Linked DNA regions of Ovis aries: region 1 is linked to region 2. Evidence: chromatin contacts called from public Hi-C data. All regions are on one chromosome and are shown on one strand. Each heading gives the region's core, a stretch centred on a gene start, on an enhancer-like site or on the middle of the called end of the contact. The rest is flanking DNA. Distances are from core to core; before and after follow the strand shown. Region 1 overlaps KCNQ1 (potassium voltage-gated channel subfamily Q member 1). Region 2 holds the start of CDKN1C (cyclin dependent kinase inhibitor 1C).

Region 1 (4,959 bases), core at 1,915-4,414, 180 kb before region 2:
ATCTTCAATAAAATGTTATCCTTCAATTAAATTTTAAAATTTTCTTCATAAAAGCCTTTTTTGTTAATTCCAAAGACCTAATATAAACTTTGTTGCTACACTAATTTCTACCTTAGCTTCTAACATGCTTTTAAATTATTCACTACAGGCATAAGAAAAATGCTTTGGGCAGGGGGGACATTGATCTTATATCCAAAAACTTTTCTGAAGTCTCTTTTAGAGCCTAAAGTTGAATTTTTTCCCATGTAGCTCAGTAGTTTTCAGAGTGTGGTCCAAGGACCCCCAGAGAGCCCCTTGAAACGTTTTCTCAGGGCCCAAACTATTTTCATGATACTACTCAGACAACATTTGCCTCTTCTGTTTCTACTCTCACAAGTTAAAGAGTTTTCCAGAGGCAGCAGGACCCCGCTGGAATATGTGCTTGTACTATCGTGTGTTTTAAGCATTTCTTAGTTTTAAATTCTAAGAAGGTAACTATCAGCAGATGCAACCCATATTAACAAAAGCTCTTGAGGGACTTCAGTAATTTTTAAAAGTACAAAGGGTCCTAAAACAAAAATGTTTAAGAACCCTGACACAAACAATCTATCTTCGATCAGCAGTTTTGTCTTTCTCTTTAGCTCTCTCCTTACATTTCTTTTCCTTTTCCTATATCGAGGGATGGCACCCTAAGTGTACTCCTTATCTTAAAGGAACTACACACTTTTGTTTTCTCTGCTGAGTTTGTTGAAAAGTAAAGTTTCTGTATATGACTTGTATCATTTTAGTGAAGTTCCCTTCTAGTCTTAGCTAGTTAAGTGGTGCCCTCCCCCAAATCATAAAAAGCATTAAGCTTTATCAGATAGTTTTTCTCCCTCTATTGAGAACCATATGGTTTCTCTCCTTTAGTTTCTTAATGTGGTGAATTACATGGATAGAATTTCTGATACTGGATCATCTTTGCATTCCTAGGAGAAATCCCACTTGTTTAAGAATTGTTTAATATACTGTTGGATTCAGCTAGCTAATGCTGTACATGGGAGTTCTGCATCTATGTTCATAAGGGAAATAGTTCATAATTTTCTTGTGCTTTCCTTATTTAAATTTGGACATGCTCTGATTCACAGTTTAAAAAGATCCCTCTAGCTGGAGCATAAATCCTGAAACAGGCCCACTTTTCCCTTCAACATGTTTGGAAACACATTAAAATAGAACTGTAATCAAGCAACTCAATCCTTAAATTTTTCTCCTAGTGAGTATCTGGAAAACAGGTGCAGAAATGGATCATTTGAGACACCATAGAAATCTGGTTAATCCTGCCTGCCTGCTTTCCTTCAAGGAGTATTGCCTGAGCAAGGTTGTGTATCAGGCTCCTGGTTAGGCAGTGGAGAATGGACCAGAAATGTCCCTTCTGGGAGCTTTCTGCCCAGACAGGGGTGAGTCAACCAGGAAAGGGACTGAGAAACACACCTCAAATGCAGTTTTTACTATTACTAGCAACATTCTTGCTAGTACTCAATCTAGGTCAAAAGTGGATGAATGATTCTCTCTCATCCCCAGAACAGTCCTATGGAAAGGCACTTAACCTCTATTTTACAGAAAAGGCACCAGCGGAGCAGTAAGGGGTGGCAGTGAGACTGTCCCAGCTACTGCCCACACTGAAACCCCTGACCCGAGTCATCAACCTCCAACGCCACAACTTCTGTGGCCACAATTTCTATTCCCTCCTCCCACCTCACCCCAACCCAACCTGGACCCGAGATCCTGACCCCAACATCGGGACTGACCTTTGACTCAGAATTTCCACTGCACCTAGAAACCTCGACCTCAACTCTTGGCTCGGATTCCCAGCCTGGACTTCTAACCGCAACTCCGATCTCCGACTCACAACCCCAAATCCCAACCCGGACAGAGATCCCTGCCTCGGGCTCGAATCCCCAACTGGGACGCCCGCCCTGGAGCGCTTCCAGGGAAATCGGATCCCGACTCGGCCTCCAGGGTGCCCATCATCAGCCCCGACCCTGGACTCAGAACCACAGGGCGGACACCACACACTCAACCCTGACCCCCGCCCCAGCCTCGGACTCTGGACTCAACCCGGTTCTCTCCCAGGCCCTCGCCCCCCAGGTCCCCGACGTAGACCGTGAGGCGGACTGCGGACCCCTGACTCGGACCCCGCACACAGAGCCCTGACGCGGACTCAGCTACGCCACTCAGAATTCCCATCTCAACGCGCGGACAGACCCCGATCCGATCACGGACTCGGAGCCCCGACCCGCACCGAGACCGGGACTCGGACCTGGGTCCCCGAAGCAGAACGGCGAGGCGGCCTCCAGTCACAGGTCCCCTCCCATCCTCGATCCGCCGTCCCTGACTCGGAAGCACGACGCGCTTCGTGCTCCCACGTAGGCGCACAGCGAGGCGACCGTGGCGACCCAGCCGCCTACCACCCACCCACGAGACACTGAGCTCACCTCAGCTAGGCGGCGACTGCCAGTCCCCGCGCCGCCAGGCGGACCGCGCCCAGAGCACTGCGAGCCCAGACGGCCGTGAGGAGATCGTGGCCACGAAGACGGCGGCACTGAGGTGAGCGCAGCCGTGCGGAGCGCGGCCGGAGCGGCGTCTCGGTGAGGAGACCGCGGCACTGAGGTGAGCGCAGCCGTGCGGAGCGCGGCCGGAGCGGCGACCGCGGCACTGAGGTGAGCGCGGCCGGAGCGGCGTCTCGGTGAGGAGACCGCGGCACTGAGGTGAGCGCAGCCATGAGGAGCGCGGCCGGAGCGGCGACTCGGTGAGGAGAGCGCAGCCTGCGAAGTGCGCTGAGGGGAGAGCGGCGTGAGGAGCACGGCACTGCGGTGACTGCGGCTGTGGAGTGCGCGGCCAGAGGAGCATCTTGAGGAGACGAGCGCAGCCTGAACAGAGCGCGGCCCAAGGACCGCGGCCTGAGGAGAGCCAGCTCGTGAAGAAGGTGGCCGCGAAGAGAGCACGGCACTGAGGGGACCCGCGGCCGGGAGGAGAGAGCTGCGCGAGCTCCTGCGCGTGCCAGGAGCAGCGACCGTCTACGGAGTGGCTGCGGTGGCCCCCGACTGGGGTAGATGTGGCAGCCACCCCGCAGCTGATTGGATAGCCTGCGGGGGCGGGCGTGCCACGTGCCGCTGCGCGGATTGGCCGCGGTGTGGAAAGCGGTGTGCCGCGCTCTGCCATTGGCTGAGAGGGCTGATGCTGATGCCACCCGGGCTCGCATTGGCCGGGCGAGCCCAGCGCCACGTGCCACACCCCGCCCCGTCCGCCCAGACGCCTCTGCTGATCCACCCCCACCCCCACCCCACCCCCACCCCAGCGGTCGGAGCGTCCACCCTCGCGATCGGATTCTGTTCCCCGCCTGCGGCGCGCTCAGCGCCCAGCTTGCCCCTGATGGGTAGCCGTGCACCCCAGAGTGACCCTGAGGAGCGTCAGTGGCTTTCCACAAGGGTCTGGCCCTCTGTGCAGCCCTCCCCAGGGTCCGCGCAGGCAGGTGAACGGGGTGCGCGAGCTCCCGTGTGGCTGCCCGGGGAGAGCACCTCCCTCTCCCTCGGGGGTGGACCTTCCTTGGGAGCTCTGTTCCTCCGTCTTCAGGAGACCCTATGAGGAAGATGCCATGACTTGCCCAGGCTACCCTGTGGGAGTTGGCAAGGCTGAGGTGGCCCACGTGTTTGGCCTTCCTCTTGGACCCTGACTACTCTGTATGCGACCTCCTCCTCCTCTTCCTAGTTCTCCAGAACCTGAAGGGGGATCCTGGCTTTGTCTCTTGGCTGCCTCCCCTACCCAACCATCCTTCCACCCACCACCGCCACCACCTACCCATTGGCTCATCCATCCACCCACCCACTCTTTCCCTCCATCTTTCTTTCCCTCCATCCCTTCATCTTCATGTCTGTGGAGCACCTCCCTGGTGCCAGGCATCTGCCAAAACTGCAGTGAGAAACCCTGTCTTCATGGAGCTCTTGCTCGGCTGAGGTGTTACCAGCAAGCCTGGGGCAATATGAACCTCCCATTCCAATTGCAAAAACAGTCTGGTGACATGGAACTCTAAGGGTGTTCTCCGAAGTTGTTACCCCTGGCCTTCCACTCAGGGTTGAGTGGGCAGTTGTCCCCATACCCAAGGCCTGCAACAAGGCCGTTCATCTCAACTGCTCTGAAAAGAGCCAGGAATCTCTCCACGAGTGACGGAATCTGGTTTTATCTTAGGATTCAGGCCAGAGAGGAAAGGGAAAATGGTTTCGTCTTTTCAGGTGTTAACAGCTTGCTCTTGGACCTTCAGAAACTGACCAGATTGGCCATCTCCCTAGCCCCCTGATCTCCATCCCAGCCAAAAGCCAGGTTGGAGCACTTGATTCAGAGGGTCGTCCACCCTTGCTGGGAGGTCAGATACCAACCACCAGGGTCTCTGTACTCAGAGGGTCCCATGCTTTGAGTTTAATACTCTTGTCACCATCTTGAAATTATTATTTCATTTTGAAACTTGTGTTTTATGAGGAAAGTCTAAGGGGACAACAGAGCAGGCTCCAGGGGCTTGGAGTCTAGGTTCACAGTGGTGCCACCCCACTCTCTGGCCTCCTATGCCTGCTCTGCCTCTGTCTCCCCACTCCCCAGGGGTGACCCTCTTCGCTGGCGAAGAGTGGCAGAGAGGGACTGGCATCCTGGGCCGCAATCTGCCGTGCTGAGACCCCTACTTGAAAGATGGAGGTGTTGCTACCAGCCTCACAAAGCTGAATAGAGAGAACACACAGAGAAGCAGGGAAGAACAGCAGGCCCAACATGCCCCCAGGCAGCAGCTCTGACTGTTGCGAGCAAGCAGGATCCGGTCCAGACCTCTGCCTCCGGGCCTCCCACAGCTCTCTGTGGGAGGTAGGGCCCCTTCCCCGGACACCTTGAGGTCTATCCCTACGTACCCCCACCCCAAAATATCAGGGGCGCAGGAGCCCCAGGACTTCAGAGCAATTT
Region 2 (5,612 bases), core at 1,882-4,381:
CGGATTTTGCTCTTTTTCGTCACCCTTTCCATTGTAAGCCGTAATTTTCAGGGGTTTATAGGTCAGCTACTAAAAATATATATATAATAAACTTCTTTTGACTAAAAGGGAGCAGTTGGAGAGGAGAAGGCTGATGGCTGCGCGCGTGGACCGAGCCCTGAGCCCTCAATTCTTCCACCGAAGCCGAGGCGCATCGCATCCCTCCCCGCCCCCACCTGCCGCTGGGCGCCTCCCCTTGTCTCCTCCTCCCCCTTTTCCCCCCGCAGCCCGCCCCTCCCCCACTGTGGGCCCAACAGGCCAGGAATACATCTGGGTCCTGCGGCCCCACTCTGGGGGGCACCGGTGCCCACGAAGCTGGGGGCTTCGGAGAGGCTTGAGGCTCCACCTTGTGCGAGGTCTCGAGAACTTTAAAAGCTCAGGTCCCGCTCATCGGGCCTGCGGCCAGCCCGGCCCCCGCCGGTGCCCACCTGAGTCCCACTGGGCAGCCGGGGTGTGGGTGGTTTCCCCGGAGCCAGAGAAACTGAGTCTTGGTCTCCTCTCCGAGAGCCCTACACGGGGTGTGTGCTTGTTCGTGTGTGTGATAAACGGAAAGCAAGGGCGGGGCCGCTCATCCCTAAATTAGTGCCCTGGTGCATGTGGGCGAGTGCCAGCGCTGCCAGGAGAAAGTCCCGGTCGTCCCCCGCCCTCTTAGGCTGCTCCCCCGAGCTCTGCCTCCCTAACTTTTGGGGGGCGCCGGGGCGGAAGCTGGAGGCAGTACAGGCACACAGGAGCTAAGTTGCAGCATTTTTTCGGCCTCTTTATTTAGAACCCGGCGGACGAGGAGCCGGGGCAGTGGTGCAGACGGCTCAGGAACCATTTTTTAAAAAAACAGATTTGTCTTCAAGTTTAAAATAATCATAATAGTAAGAAGAGACAGCGAAAGCGCGAAGAGACTGCAAGCTAGATGGGCTTGTACGGCAGCTATAGCTTGTGAGTGACCCCTCCCCCAGAATACGCTACAAAAAATAGATTTACATTTGCTGATAACCAGATGCGAGTGAGGTGCCTTTGGCATAACCAATAACCGAGCTGCGGCGTGGCAGAGCGGCCCACGCCTCCACATAAATAGAAAATATAAGTTAGTATAACTTTAAAAACTTTTTGTACAAATATACAGGGTTTTTTTTCTTTTTTCCTTTTTTTTTGTCTTTTTCATTTTTTTTGCACTGAGTTTCAGCAGAGATTAAACATTTTATATAAATGACTCTTAAAGCTTTACACCTTGGGACCAGTGTACTCCTTGGGCAGAATACATTTAGATATAAAAGACGTTATTAATACATTGCACAGTTGTCAAACTTTAAACACGAAACCGAACGCTGCTCGCGGCAGCTGCCGCCGGTTGCTGCTACATGGACGGTCCCAGCCGAGGCCCAGCGCTCCTCTCCTGTCCGCTGCCCAACGGGCTCCGTCAGGGCTCTTTGGGCACGAGGCTACGGGAGAGAAGTTCGGTGAGCGAGGGGCGACACAGGGGCCTCGAGGACCGCGCGGGGCGCCCCGCCCCACCCCACCCCCACCCCCCGCCGCGGCCGCCGCCCTCACCTCTCATCGCAGCCGCTTGCGCGGGGTTTGCTCAGCCGAGCCGACGGCTGGAGCGGCGCCAGGCGCGGCGCATCCCGCGGGAACCTCGTTCGACGCCTTGGCTTCGGGCGCGGGTCTCTTGCGCTTGGCGAAGAAGTCTGAGGGCGACAGCACGCCTAGCCGGTCATGGCGGGGCGGGCCGGGGAGTCTGAGAAGGGGCCTGAGCGGCGTGGGGGGGGCGCGCGGGCGGCTGCTGGGCCGCGGTGGGGGCGCCGTCCCCGCCCGCGCCGAGGTCCGCGGCGGGTCAGCTTTGTTTACGTCGCCGCGCAATGCGCTGTGTAAGCATTTCCCCTTGTCCCGCGGCCAAGCCCCCCGGGGCTACCGCCGCGCTTAACCCCCTCCGCGCCGCGATCGGGGCGCCGGGCCGCGCCCGAGGAGGGGCTTCGGCGGCCTCGGCGAGGATCGTGCTCGGAGGGGACCAGGGCGCGCCCTCCCAACCCTCCCGGGCGAACCTCTCGAGAGCACGACCACAGGGTGGGGACGGGGTGCAGGGGCAGCCTCGCCGCGCGCGCTGCGGGCCCTTTAACGCCACGGAGGAGGCGGGGACCAAGCGAGGCCCCCGAGGGCCGGGGAACCCGGCCGGCCGGACAAAGCAGGGCCGAGCCGGGCCGGGGCGGGGCCGCGCGGGACTCACCGGAGATGAGAGGCCCGGACAGCTTCTTGATCGCGGCGCCTCCGGCGGCGGCAGTGGTGGCAACAGCGGCGCCGCTGGCGGCGGTGTTGGTGGCAGCGGCGGCAGTGCCCGGCGCGGGGCGCCCCGAAATCCCTGAGTGCGGCGGCTCGGCCTGGGGCTCCTGGCCGCGCGGCGGAGGGACCGCCTCCTGCTCAGCGCCCTCCTGAGGCGCCGGGGCCGCGGCCTGGGCAGGCGCTACGGCCGGGCCGCTGGACGGCGACGCCGGCGCCTCCTCGAGGCCGTCGAGGGACTCATCGGCCGGCGGCCCGGGAGGCGGGCTATTGACCGCGCCGTCCGGGCGGGGACGAGGCGCCAGGAGCAGGCGACAGCGCCCCACCTGCACCGTCTCGCGATAGAAGGCGGGCACGGAGTCGCTGTCCACCTCGGTCCACTGCAGGCGCCCGGGGCCCCGCAGTGGCATGTCCAGCTGGAAGTTGTAGTCCCAGCGACGCTGGTCCTCGGCGCTCAGCTCGGCCAGGCGCATCTGCAGCTCACGGCCCAGCTCCTCGTGGTCCACGGGCCCGAAGAGGCTGCGGCAGGCGCTGGTGCGCGCGATCATGGGAAAGGTGCGGCGGGCGACCAGGCGCTCCATTGCCAATGCTCTGCGGAGACACACGTCGGACGTGTCCGGGGTCTGCGGGGGCCGGGAGGCAGGAGAGGAGAGGAAAAGGAGGAGGGGAGGGAAATAGGGCGGGGGCCGCGCGCAAGTGAGACCCCGCGCAGCGGGAGTCTGCGTTTGCACAGGGACGCGGCGGGAGTGTCCCGCGGCGGCTACCTGGCTGTCGGGCCGCTGACTGCTCCTGAGGCTCGCTCGCGGTGTCGTCCGGCCGCTGGCCGCGCCCCCTCTGTGCCTGTCCTCGCTCGCTCGGCTGGCTCTGGCCTGGCTGGCACCCACCGAGCGCAGAGCACTTGGCCTGTGGAACGCCCAGTCCTCGCGCGCCCCTTTATACGCGAGGGTCCCACCCCCCCCGCGCGCGGGCCCTGATGCAATTAGCATAATGTAGTATTTTCAGTTTCAACAACACCGCGGCGATTGGCCGGCGCCGCGCTACCCCCGCCCCTCCGGCGGCCCGGCCCCCGCCCGCCGCCCATTGGCCCCGCGCACACACCCACCCGAGGGCGGGGCGGGGCGCGAGGGCCGATTGGCAGGCCGCGGGGCGCGCGCGGCGGCGGGGGTGGGGGCGGGGCGCGGGGCGGGGCCGGAGTTAAAGGGCGCTGCGGGCGGTAACGTGACACCGCGGCGCCCCGCCCCCTCGCCCCATCCCCCCGGCCCCCCCCCCCCGCTCCCGCCCCCCGCCGGCTCCTTTGTCTGCGAGGCGGGGGCTGCTAGGCGATGGTGGCGCGGGACCCCCCACCCCACCCCAGCCTGCGCGCCCTCTCGGGCTTGGCGGGCGACGACCCCCGGCAGGACCGGCGTGCAGCCTGGCCCAACTGGCCCCCCGGGGGTCTTCCAGCCCGGCCGCCTGCGCTCGGCCTTGGGCCTCCGGTGCCAGTTGACGGGCCTTTAAGCCGCCGCGGACGGCTCGTCTCTGACTGGAGCTAGAGGGGGTCTTCGGCTGCCCCCGCGCGGCCAGCCACGCCCAAAGCTTGTGTCCCTGCAGGGGTTCCGCGCACCTAGAGCGCTAACACCCGTAGACCGGAGGCCTTCGCGCTAACAGGAAGAGGGAACTGGGGGACCCGGCGGGGGAAAGCTCTGCTCCCCTGTTTTCTCCGAGGGCAAAGTGGCGGACACCTTGAGGGCCAGCTGTAGTCGTCTGGGGCCAGAGTCTGAAGACCCTAGCTCTTGAGGCCACCCACCCTGCTCCGTGGATGGGAAACTGGCTGTGCCCATCACCACGTCACTAACTGGGTGCTCAGCTGCATAGGGCTTGGCCAGGGGCGGGGGGTCCAGACTGCCCAGGCTGGTTGGCTAGAGGCTGTAGTGCTCGACAGTGGGCAGGGCACTGGAGGCTTCTCCACTGGGGTGGTCTGGCCCTGCCCAGCCTGGGCCCCTGACTGCCTATGCTGAATGCTGACCCTCTGGGCCAACCCTATCTCTGTCACCAAGGGAAACCCCAAATTACGGGCGGGCAGTCAGCTCTGCTCCAGAGCTGCACCTCTCTTCCTCCATCCTGGAAGGCTGGCACCCCTTCATTTGCACCCATAAACACTGTTAGTTGAAAAGTACACCCCTAAGAATGCTAGTGTGCCGAACCACAGTGGCAGGCCGAGAGGCCAGCCCAGAAAGGGAAGGCTCTGCCAAGCAGGGTCATGACCGCCCGCCTCCCACTCCTTGGTGCTCTCTGAGCCGGGTCACAGGAGACCATCGCACTCATCTGCTTCGCCTTGGCCCAGCCCGTCTTGGGGCTGAGAGCCTAGGAAGTGCCTCCTGCAGCCCAGGCAGGGATGTGACCTGCCAGGTGCCTGCTGCAGGGCCCAGCAGAACCCGGGGGAGCCCAGGGCCCAGTGAAGGAGGTGAGAGGAGGCTGGCCCAACCCCACCTGTCTGCCTCCCCTGTGGGTTCCGGGACACTCGGGGAATTACACTGCAGACGCCCCGGAGGTGGCTCAGGGGAGGCAAGGTTTGAAGGGAGGGGCATCAACCCAGCTGAGGGACAGGGCAGGTTACCACTCTTGGCTCTGGAGAGCAAGACCAAAGGTGATGCTTTGTGTCAATTTCTTTATTCTTTGTTGTACACTCTAGTCCAAATTTCCCACAGCAAGTACAGACACTACACGTTTTTACCTTCGGGAAAATAAAAAACAAGATGACAAAGGCTGCCCTGGCCCTGTGGATCCCTTGGGCGGGGCTCGTGTCTCCCAGCCTGGGCCTCGCCCCACCCGAGTGCCACGGCCGCGCCAGCCTCCCCAGAGGCCGTATGCACAGATCACAGCAGGCAGTGAACACACAATGCGGAACCGTGTGCCCTCGCCCCGAGGATTTCCCACTGGGTCAGGATGCCCCGGCTCCAGCCATCCAGGAAGACAGGCCAGGGAAAGGCCAGCCCCCAGCCCAGGCGTTGTCTCCAGACTGTCTCCTTTTGAGAAGCCGCCACCCTCCCAGCCCCGCTCTGGACCCCCGGGGACTGCCTCCTGGTGTGAGCACCTGCCTGCCCAGGGCCCCACAGGGCTAAGGCCTAGCACGCGCCTGGTAGATTATCGGGATCTGGTCCTAAACCAGGCCTCCACGTGACCCGCCCTCTGCATGCACCGTCAGAGGACGGCGTGGGAGGGCCGCCCCACCCACTTCGGGGCACACAGGACACCTCCACGGGTGCCAGCTGAGTCCAGGCAGGTGGGCCCCAGGGCCTCCACAGTGACAAGCCCAGCAGCCTGTGACT

The links. Hi-C and Micro-C count contacts between places; a contact is called where the count stands out from the background.
Region 1: a contact with region 2 is called in a Hi-C map of tail adipose tissue, with 4 times the contacts expected there. The contact joins the enhancer-like site here to the promoter of CDKN1C in region 2. A contact is called at or near these places in 4 of 16 Hi-C or Micro-C datasets (hypothalamus, muscle and tail adipose tissue).

What each region holds. Positions count from the first base shown.
Region 1 is chr21:45,283,851-45,288,809 of ARS-UI_Ramb_v3.0, reverse strand. All of the region lies in intron 10 of KCNQ1 (potassium voltage-gated channel subfamily Q member 1), which reads left to right. Among named protein-coding and RNA genes, the nearest start is that of CDKN1C, 180 kb to the right of the region's middle. Within about 2 kb of position 3,164, at least 19 of the 54 cell types and tissues checked have an H3K27ac peak or open chromatin away from gene starts, as enhancers often do. A contact at or near this core is called in tail adipose tissue, where this site is marked.
Region 2 is chr21:45,104,682-45,110,293 of ARS-UI_Ramb_v3.0, reverse strand. It overlaps CDKN1C (cyclin dependent kinase inhibitor 1C), which reads right to left and starts at 3,131. Exons shown (of 4, transcript NM_001142510.1): 1 at 3,069-3,131; 2 at 2,255-2,895; 3 at 1,582-1,718; 4 at 776-1,472. The coding sequence starts at 3,131. The coding sequence ends at 1,585.